Regions from separate parts of the Mus musculus genome. Here region 1 is linked to region 2. Evidence: chromatin contacts called from public Hi-C data. All regions are on one chromosome and are shown on one strand. The core of a region is the stretch at or near the end of the contact, and the rest is flanking DNA. Distances in the headings are between cores, read along the strand shown. Region 1 has its middle 70 kb from the start of Gm39833. Region 2 has its middle 19 kb from the start of Rbms1.

Region 1 (5,226 bases), core at 180-2,679, 160 kb before region 2:
TGATGGTCAAACTCAGGTTTTACACATATTGGGCAAGAATACCAGGGAACTACACTCAGCCACTTCACTTCTACACAGAATCTTCAGTGTCCCACTTCCCTGGTGCTTAGTAGGATCCAGCAGGGCCTTTGCCATTGTCCTTCCTGAGAAGTTTAGGCTGAAAAGAAAAATAAAAATCCATAGCACTGTCTTCTTAGCACCTGTCATGTCTGTCCCTTCAAAGTGCTCATCCCAAGGCTACAGGTCTCAGAATCCCCAAGTGGCTGATGATCCATAGACCCTGTGGGTATGTTTCAGCCCTGGAATCCACATCTCTACAATCTTCCCATATGACCATGAGACCAATGGATCTAGAAATGCTAGCCTGGGTCACTCTGCTTGCCTGCTACCACAGTCTTTCAAAAGAAATGCCTATAGCTGACCTACTTGTGTCCTTCTGTCCTGATACCTCAAGGTTTTGGCTAAATGCTCTTTTCATTTTTCATCCAGTCAGAAGGACATGATTCCTGGGGACAGGAAGAATAGATAACGGTCTCCACCCCGTGAATCAACATGGTACCTTCTTATTGCCAAAGTAAAATCATTTTGGTGAGGGAGTGAAAAGAGGTGTCTGCATATTGATAAAATTACAGACATGGGTAGCCTCAGTCCTTTGTACTGATTGTTTTACTAGAACAGAGCCATGTGTACACATGCTCTAATAATGCTCAACCCGATCAAGAGAAACGGAAGCAGCTCAGAAAGACTGGGTCGACAGGCATTTGTTACATTAAGTTTGTACTCAAAAGCCAAATGTAATGGTGCATGTCTTTGATCCTGGCACTGTGGAGGTATAGAAAGGCAGGAGGACCAGGCTGGGCTATATAGCAATCCCAAGGCCAGCCTTGTCTCAAACAACAAAAACTGGCCCAGAGGCTTTGTGTCTGTAAAGGAGAGCCCAACATCAAAGGTGAGAAAAGGAAACAATGGCTTAGCAGGAGAGGATTTTCTAGACCCTCCCAACCTCCCCTATCTGTGAAATGGGAAACAGTGAAAATGGCAGCAGCAAGATAAAACAAGTAGAATTTCATATTTGGAGAAGTAAAACATCACATGACGTTCTTAATGATATCTAGTATTAATCTCCAACTAACAACGGAAGCCAACAAGACGGTTTATGATTATTAAATGAGACACCGTTCCAAACGTCTGGAAAGAGACATGCTTGCCGCAGAGGGGGCCGGGAGAGCAGCTGAGCTTGTTTTTCCTTTGTTTTAACATTTTCCTCCTCAACTTCCTATCACTCCCTTCTCTAGTGAAGAAAGGGGCTAGAGGAAAAAAAATCCTCTTTGTAATAGCTGCTCCAGTTTCTGCCCTGAGAAATCCGCTCCATTTATTAACCACCCCTCTCAGTGAAGAAATTCCACTAAAATTCCTTCAGGGCCTGGCTGCCTTTCAGCTCCTCGCTGCACATTCCTGCCTCTATGTATGTCACCATCTTAAATAGCTGTGCCTTCTGTGCTTTAATAAGGTCTCTTCTAGAATCTTTTTTTTTTAAGAACACAGACCTAGTTTTTGTAAGTTTCTGAATACCTCAGATTGTAAAGCCTCCATAATACTAATTAATTTCTTCTCTGCCTTGTCTGTGTCCTCACTAGTCGGCTAATAGCATAAGGACCAGTGCTGACCTCATTACAATAACTTCTTGCATGGAATCAAAATGATCCCTCCAGGCTGGTATTTGAATTCCTCCCCCTCTGACCCTGCCTCCTCCCACAGGCCTGACGTTAAAGATTTAGGTGTGCATTCATCATAGACTCCCATTCTTTCTAGGTCCCAGATTTGGGCTACTAAAATTTTTAAGAAGATATATTGTTTCTTTGGTAAGTTCATGATGTGACCAAGCATTTCACCGGCTGCATAAAAAGCCCTAAACAATGTAAAGCGAAGCTCTGAATTACTGTCAGCCAAAAGAATAAAAGGAACAGGTTGACTGTAAACATGCCATTGTTTTCAAGCTTGCTTGAAAAGCTTTTAGAAGCTCTTAGAAGAAGCATCCCACCCTTAGGGTATAAACAGTCAGCCAACATTTCATCGTGATTGCACCCAGATGGATGCTTTTGAGGTGTGGTCCAATGAGACAATCTCAGAACTCTCCCACAAATTCATATGAGTAAAGTGTTTTATAAATTCATTCTCCCCATACTTCATCCTTATCCGTCTTAAATCACCCCCAAACTCCCAGTGGCTAATTGCAGCAAAACCCACCACTGAAATAAAGTATTTATGGGCTCTTCTTGCAGATGACTGCACAGGGTAAAAAATACCCTGTCAACGTGTTGGGCTCCTTCAGTGTCTACAGTTGTGGCACATTTCCCAGTGCCTCTGTGAACTTAAGGAAAAATGCTTTGCACATTAATATTGAAGTATCAACTTGGGACTCAGGGTGGTCCTCTTCAACCTCTTTCTTGCTCTAATTCTGTTTTCTGTCTATGGGCATGAGACTATCTTTACCTAAGCAGAAAAGCATCACTCCCACTGATGTTTATTTGTGCGTTTGCATGGTCATGATGCCCCTGGATACCTTGGGCAGCACTGTGATCTTGCTGAATGGTCCTTCATAGTACATAGTCACAATAAATAAATCCCTTAGTCAGGTCAGTTAGATGAAGCTGGATGGTGGGGAGAGACTTTGGAGCCCTCACTGAAAGCTCTGCTTGAAGACAACTATGCTACCCTAAGATATGGCAGCCAGGGAATTTTGTCCAGTTTGATCTGCATCCCTTTTGAAGGAGATCCCTTTTTTCTTCTGCAGATCTTCAGCTCTGCTCTTTATTTGACTGGACTAGCCACTGGGCCTCATATCCACTCCTGTACTCCCTGTGAATCCTTACCTTTCCCTGATAGTGATGCTTCAATCTTATATGAAAGATGTCATCTGGAGGTGGGGATGAATAAGTGGAGATGACTTGAGAATGGCTTTCATCCTGCTGTAATGCGAGGGTAGAGGAGTGTCAGGCTGCACAATGAGGCCCTTCAGAGAGACAACAGGCAAGAGAAGTGCCCACTGCCCTCAACCCTGTGGCACTGGTACCTAAAGGTCTTCCATTAGCTGTTTAAGTGAGCTCCCATCGGATCCCCCATCCCACCCTCACCCCTGAATATTAACATTCACAAATGTTGATTCATTAGCTTGTACTTCAGACCATTTTGTACTTTGTACTTTGGTACTTGTGACCCAAACTACTTTCACTAGAGCCTCTTCCCTATGAATGGCAGTCATGTTCTGTGGGTTGGACTATCTATAATGAAATGATAAGAAACATGGGAGGATACCCACATACTAACATAAAAAACAAGAGCATGGCCCAGACTGAGTAGGCATTGTGGAGATATTAGAAAGTATTACAAAGCTTCCAGGTGAGGGATTAGTGAGGCAGACAACGGTTGATGCAAAGAAAAGGTGAAGGTAAGAAGCTACAATACAGAAAAAGTCAGTGAGAACAATAGGAAAAGCAGAAGATAGGAGAGCTATAAGCTACAGAAAACAAGTTGAAATGCCACCTCAGTGGGAACAGATCTAAGAAAGTTTCATCTAGAAACAAAAGTTTCAAAGAGAATGGAGAGATGTTCCTATTTCAATGCAATATGACCAGGACCCAAAGCCAGGCCAATAATATGACAGCTTTGGCATGGCCTGGGCCTCCAGACCACTGCCAAGAATCAGAAGGTAACCATTATTTCTACTTAGTGCCAGCCCCCTCCTTTCCATATTTCTCCCTCTTCTCCTATAATATAGTGGGGCATTGGAGGCCTTTAATCTTCAGCATCATTTGGTTTGGAATGCTTCCAGTTTGTAAGAAATATGCAAGAAAAAATATGCAAGTTAAAAAACAATCAAGGAGACACAGTCTACAGTGGTGAGTTGCATACAGTCTGCTGAAACCCATTGTCCAACTTTGGGCTCACTCTTTTGTCCTGAGGAGCCTTTTGGAACCCCAAGAGTGCTGTCCTGATTCCTTGTGGAGATCTGCAAAGATTACAAGAGCTACAAGCTTGGAACATTGCCCTACCAATCTCTTGCCAGTGGGGCAGACCACCTGAGGCACAGTCAGCTGAGTCAGGTACCCTGACCTCCATTGTCTGGCCCCCACCTTCCCAAGAAATCCTGCTATCATCACGATCATCCAGCCAACACCAGGGAAAACCAGACGCCTAAAGGATAACATAAGAACACAACCAACAAGACCCAGGATGATATATAGTACAGCTAGAGCCCAGCTATCCTGCTACAGCAAACTGAATATCTTAGGGAAAATGAAGCATAAGATGATGATCTCCATCCAGTTTTATAAAGATGATAGAGGACTTTAAGGAGGAAATTAATAAATCCCTTAAAGAAACACATGAAAATACATCCAAATAAGTAGAGGCAAGATGAGACAAAAATAAAGAGTTATAGGAAAATATAATCAAATAGGTGATAAGAATAAAACTGTCCAAGACCTGAAAAAAGGAAATGGAAGCAATAAAGAGAACACAAACTGGGGCAATCCTGGAGATGGAAAACCTAGGAAAGAGAACAGGAACTACAGACATGACAATCACTAGCAGAATACAGAAAATGGAAGAGAGGATCTCAGGCATAGAAGACATGATACAAAAAAATCAATAGATCTGTCAAAGAAAATGCAAAATACAAAAGGTTTATGACACAAAACATCCAGGAATTTGGGACAGTATGAAAAGGACCAAACCTAAGAATAATAGGAATAGAAGAAGGAGGAGGAGGAGGAGGAGGAGGAGGAGGAGGAGGAGGAGGAGGAGGAGGAGGAGAGGAAGAGGAAGAAGAAGAAGAAGAAGAAGAAGAAGAAGAAGAAGAAGAAGAAGAAGAAGAAGAAGAAGAAGAAGAAGAAGAAGAAGATTTTCAGCTCAACGTCCCAGAAAACATCTTCACACATTATCTCAGAGTAAAGGAGTAAAGGGCTGGATAAAAACGAACCTACTAAGCAAGCTAGAGTAGACATTATATATAATATCTAATAAAATAGACTTTCAACCAAAAGTAATAAAAAGAGACAGGGAAGAACACTTCATACTCATCAAAGGAAAAACCACCAAGATGACATCTTAGTTCTGATCATCTATGCCCCAAATGTATGGGCACCCACACTCATAAAAGAAACATCTAACACTTAAGTCACACACCTAACCCCACACATTAATAGGCGGAGACTTCAGTACCAC
Region 2 (5,433 bases), core at 307-2,806:
TCTTTGGTTTCAGAAGGGAATGTTGCCGTGCTGTAACTTGTACCCTGCCTTAGTGTTTTAAGGTCCTCAGTGAGAAAAATGTAACAAGATGCCTGGCTTCTCTGCACATCACTTTTGTCGTCTAAACATCTAGTGTGCACTTTTAAGTTAGAGGTTATCAGTCTGGAATAAAGTCTTACCACATTAAGCCAGAATTAACAAACATACATTCCAGCCTTCTCCATTTGCAGGAAGCAAAACTATTTCCGGCCTTACTTTGCTGACAAAGAAGCCAGACTTTTTTTTTTTTTTTTTTTTTTTTTTTTTTTTTTTAATTCCTCGACGGGACTGGTAAATGGCCTTGAAGACCTTTGTTTATAATTTTTCTTTTTCTTTTTTTTTTTTTCCTCCTGAGGAACTGCCCTCCCTCCAGCAGTGAGATGCTAATTAAAGAGAGGCTGCTGACCTGAAGTGGGTTTAGAAGTCACTGAAGTCACCAAGAATGAGGTGGCAACAAGAGCTGGACAGGAAGGGCCCATTCCCAAAATAGAACACAGTTCTTAAAACTCTCTCATCACAGATCTGCTGGCTTCTAGTAGCTAGAAAAATGTGTCCTTTGGCATAAAACATGTAGGCTTCCAATCAAAGGAGCCAGGGGTTCATACTCTGTGAGAATTTGCCACAACTGACACTAAGTTGTAGCTACGAAATTATAATCTGTTTTAAAGGTATTGGTATTATGTAAACATTAAATGTGTGTTTTAAAATTGAGGAAGGATAATTAATTTGTATATGTTTGTACATGTGTGTGTGTGTCGAGGGAGCTCTTTCTAGTTATTCCTGTTCAAGAATATGGAGCAGCTCACAGTACAAATGGAAGGCTTTTTACTATCTCTACAATCTTTCATTGGAATAAAATTAATGTCACTGATGTAGGGGAAAGGACTACAATGTCTTTACTAATAACTGTTTAGAAAGGAAAAAAAACAGATAAGCAGGCAGGACTGACTGATTACAGTTCTCTCCTTTTAAAATGGTTTGAGATTGGCAAGTCCTGAGCTATAAGGCTGAAGAAGTGCTCGTTAGTAGACCGTGTGCCTGTTGAACACGAAGCCTGAGCCTGAGCCCAGAACTGCAACATTTAATTCATTGAAATGAATTAATCTGCAAGAATCTGATCCTCCCAAAACTCTGTTAGTATTTGTTAAGCAGGCCACTTTGTGAGAGAGACTCATTCCTGTTTATCTTAAGTAGTGGGGTGAGGCTGTACTGACGTCATATAAGGGGATCACCCCGAGTTAGGAAACAGAGCTTAGGCATGCTGCCTCCCTGCACCTCAGGACTGACCAGTGAGCACGGAGCCTGTGGATACCCGCCAAGCCGGGTAACCTCCTTTGGTTCGGGCATAGTTTTAAAGGCAAGAGTTCTAAAATGTCCCCTTGAGCGCCGACCATTCCTATCTTCCAGCTGCTCTTGGCTTTGTGAGTTTCAGAGGCTGGCTCCCTTGCTTCCTGGTATCCACAGCTTGTCTTTCTTCCGGAGTCTATGTTGAAATCCTGTGAGTCACCATGTGTCACTGCTTCTTCTAGCATCAGCTTACTCCTGCCTCCTCGACCGACCGCAGAAGGCTCCTCCTTCCTGCTCGGTGTCCGGTGCCTCGACCATACTCACTCACCGACATTGGTTGAATGAATTGACGAACAACCAGTTAAGGGATGTAAAAATATTTTTAGAGTCTCTTTTATTTAAAAAAAATGCTAATAAAGTATAAAACAACAACAAAAGCAACGGGACAGGAAATAGATGTTTTGAAATTTTTTAAGAGAGCTACTCATCCCTTTAGGTGAAAGAGAATTCCCTATGGGAGCTGAGGCGAAGGCTTATTGGGGAAAGTGATTGCCTTGCAGGCTTGAGATACTAGGCTCTCCCATTCAAAATAGTACTGCTCTGAAGCCCTTCCACTGCACGCTGACCCAGTTAAGCAGCTGGACCTCCAGGCATGTATGATCTTAACTTTACACGCCAAGTAGAGCAGTCATCTTCTCGATTTGTAGTCCAGTCAAGAGGCAAAATTAAAGTTTCTAATACGATTTGAAGAGTACTTTTACTAAGAGATTAATAATTTCTAAAGAAAACAGAAATTTCAAATTACTTTAAGGTAAACATCCTGTGTATATTTATCGTTGCCGGGAATTGAACTTAGGTCCTTACACGTACAAGGCAAATGCTCCACTACTGAGCTATATTTCCAGTTGCAAACATCATCTTCATATTTGCCTTTAAAATCCCTTTTTTCCCGGTTACTGCCCACCTTTGCCCTTTTAGTTGCTCAGGAAGTTAAAAATAAATAAATAAACACCAGGAAAGAGTCCTTCATTATTCATTCCTTTGCATTCTTTTTACTTTTTAAAATGTGCACAGCGGCTCTGAAATTCATTACGCAAAATCAGTTTTAGTTTTTGCTGCATGTCTAGTCACTTGTGGGTGAGTAGACAGGTGATATAATTACATCCAAGCGTGTGATTTTTTTTTTCTTTTTACTTAAAAGTTTTCAACCAGAAGTTGTGTTGACATTCAGTTTGAAATTCAGTTACTTGGCTCTTAGCTCATGGAGATCCAACAGTTGCCCATTAATGGCGCTTTCATTGCCCTGCACTTTGGAAGCCCTAAGCATTCCCAAATGCACTTAGGAGCATTTCCACTCATTAGAGAACCAGTGTTTCTCAGAGCTGTGGCTGAAGGCTTCCTGTGTGAAAACCAAACAAAATGGGCAATAAGAGTGCCATGTGAGTAGAGGAAAATTTTGTTCTTAATATTATAAAATTACAATTTTTTTCCTTCGCCTCTTACATCAATGTAAGAGATCACTTCTGATTCCAGAGTTACAGTAGTATAAAATATAAGTGGATATATCAAGGGGAGGCAGATGATAGATGATAGAGGTAGATAGAGAGATGATAGATAGATAGATAGATAGATAGATAGATAGATAGATAGATAGATGATAGAGAGATAGATAGATAGGATAGTAGATTAGATGGAAAGATAGATAATAGATAGTAGGTAGTAGATGATAGATAAGGTGGTAGATTAGATGGATAATAGATGATAGATAAGATGATAGATTAAATAGATGATAGATTAGATAGAGGTAGACAAATAGATGGGCAGATAGGTGATAGAAATGGATACATATATATAGATAGATGATATATAGAGATAGATGGATGGTAGATAGATAGATGATAGAGAGAGATATAGATAGATGATATATAGATGATAGAGAGATAGAGCTAGCTAGCTAGATGGATGGTAGATAGATAGATCCATAGATACATAGGTAGATACACAGATACATAGATAGATTATGATGTGGAGACACAAAAACTCAAGAGAGTTTGACCATGACCAGTGAATTTGGCTTCCAATCAAAAAGCTAACCTTAGAACCATATAGATAGACTTCTTTGAACCAGTGGAGATCATTATGATTTCTGTGGACAAGATCATATCTTTTAAAAATATGGAATAGGGACGAGAGGGGACAAAAGAGGACAACCAAAAGATGACAACTTGGAATTCCAGGAAGCAGGTGGATGACATGGATACAGAGCTCAGTAATGTTGTATGGGCAGAAAGAAGGCGCTAGGGAGAGGGTGGGACAGTGGTCTGTAACCAGAGTGTGAGCTGTCTGTGTACAAGCTTCTCTTGCTGCGTGGTCATTCAGGAAGTCTGGCTGGGAAAGAAAAACAGCTTAAGTAACAAGGAAGGCCTCCATTCCTGTTCTTAGGGTAGAGAAAGCTTGAGCAAGTAAAGATCCCAGAAAAACAAAAAAAAACAAAAACAAAGCACTGCATCTTCTTTCCTAAAAGGAAGACATGTTAATAAATTTATTTGTGCATATGTGAATGCTTATGTGAATATGGGTGTGTGCGTATGCTTGTGGCAGTCAGAGGACAATTTTGTTGACATTCTAAGGAAGCCTTCTTTGTGAAAGGGTTTCTTATTGTCCTGGAACCTCCCAGTTAGGTTGGCTGGGCTGGCCAGCAAGCCTCAGGGATCCTCCAGGCTCTTCCCCCCAAGCACTGGTGTTATGAGTATGTGTCACCATGCCTGACATTTTGACATGGCGTCTGAGGATGCCTTCATGTTTGTGAAGCAGGTGCTTTCTCACCTGAGCTATTTCTTCAATCCTGGAAAAAAAAATCATTAATGAAAATAAGATGAAAGCAAACAGACAAAACAGCACTTGAGGAGGAGGGGTCTGGATGATGGTAGGACAAGGGATACAAGCCAAGCTCGTATATCTCCTAAAGAGCTAGGGGGATTCTGAAATGACTGGCACAGAGAGCAATGCCAAGAAGATATGGAAAAATACAGAGATGTATTTGAAAAGGAACTGAAGACTTTTCCTGTAATTCATTTCAGGTGATATCTCAATATTTGGCAGTGAAGGGGGAGCTGAAGGTTTGAATTTTAATTCACAGAGGGATGGGCCCAAGAACATTTGGAGATGAGTAAAATGGATATTTCACAGCATCGAGGGTGTATCTAAAATCAGGAAAAGGTTGAGTGAAATTTTAAGTGTGCATCACTACAATTTGCATGAGAGGTTCTTGGCAATCCAGGAAGAGAAGTAGAAAGCTTTTGTCAAAAATATTCCTTCAGAGGGTGGGTGGAAGAGCCTCGTGGACCACTGAGTTTGACCAGGGCCACCTATGTGCCTATGCGTTTAGAACTGTCCACTGGAGCCCGGGAGACTCCCAGTGGATATCCAATGGTGACAGTGAGCTCCTCCAGAGAGCTGTCAGTGACTGATAGGTCAGCAGGGAGAGGAAAGGTCTGAGATTTCTTCCCCAACTATGGCTGACTGTTAGTATGCACAGTGTTGCGCAGGCCCAGCCCAGTAGTCATCTGCAGGTGCTCTGGGATTGCAATGGCTATACCATGCCCAGAAGAGGGATTTTCACAGTCCTCCTCCTTACTTAACGGCTCCCACTTTTATATTCCCTGCTTCCTCTTCTGATATATTCCCTGAGCCTTAGGAGGGGATTGTATAAATGTCATGATCAGGGTTGAACACTCAACCATTTCTTATTCTCGGTATCTTTTAACAGCCACAAGTGTCGGCGTTCACCACTGTTCACTGCAGACAGAAGAGTCTCTGATTAATACGGAGAGTGGCATTTTCCCATTAGTATAAATATAAATATGTAGGCAGTTTCACTATGTCAATGCAGCTAAACAATAGCAGTAAGTTTTCCCTAAGGCCTAAGACCTCTCAGCCATGATGTTTAGGCCAGGTTTACAGTAGCAAGCATAAATTCCCTCCAGTGGAACAGGTTTTAAATTCAGTGTGAGCAGTTGGTCACTCCATAACAGCTGTGCCACTATTGGATAATTGAGCCCATAGGCATTGGTAGGTTGGTATTCAGAGTTCATAGAGCTCTAAGTT

What was found. Hi-C and Micro-C count contacts between places; a contact is called where the count stands out from the background.
Region 1: a Hi-C map of embryonic fibroblasts shows a contact between it and region 2, with 2.0 times the contacts expected there. The contact joins two enhancer-like sites. A contact is called at or near these places in 1 of 15 datasets of contacts at CTCF or cohesin (the NIH/3T3 cell line), 7 of 484 Hi-C or Micro-C datasets (the G1E-ER4 cell line, the HL-1 cell line, the N1E-115 cell line and 3 more) and 1 of 115 datasets of contacts at active chromatin or transcription factors (bone marrow-derived macrophages).

Annotation. Positions count from the first base shown.
Region 1 is chr2:61,055,229-61,060,454 of GRCm38.p6, reverse strand. No RefSeq gene overlaps it. Among named protein-coding and RNA genes, the nearest start is that of Gm39833, 70 kb to the left of the region's middle. Within about 2 kb of position 1,429, at least 48 of the 459 cell types and tissues checked have an H3K27ac peak or open chromatin away from gene starts, as enhancers often do. A contact at or near this core is called in embryonic fibroblasts, where this site is marked.
Region 2 is chr2:60,897,719-60,903,151 of GRCm38.p6, reverse strand. It overlaps a transcript of Rbms1 not described here. Among named protein-coding and RNA genes, the nearest start is that of Rbms1, 19 kb to the right of the region's middle. Within about 2 kb of position 1,556, at least 160 of the 459 cell types and tissues checked have an H3K27ac peak or open chromatin away from gene starts, as enhancers often do. A contact at or near this core is called in embryonic fibroblasts, where this site is marked.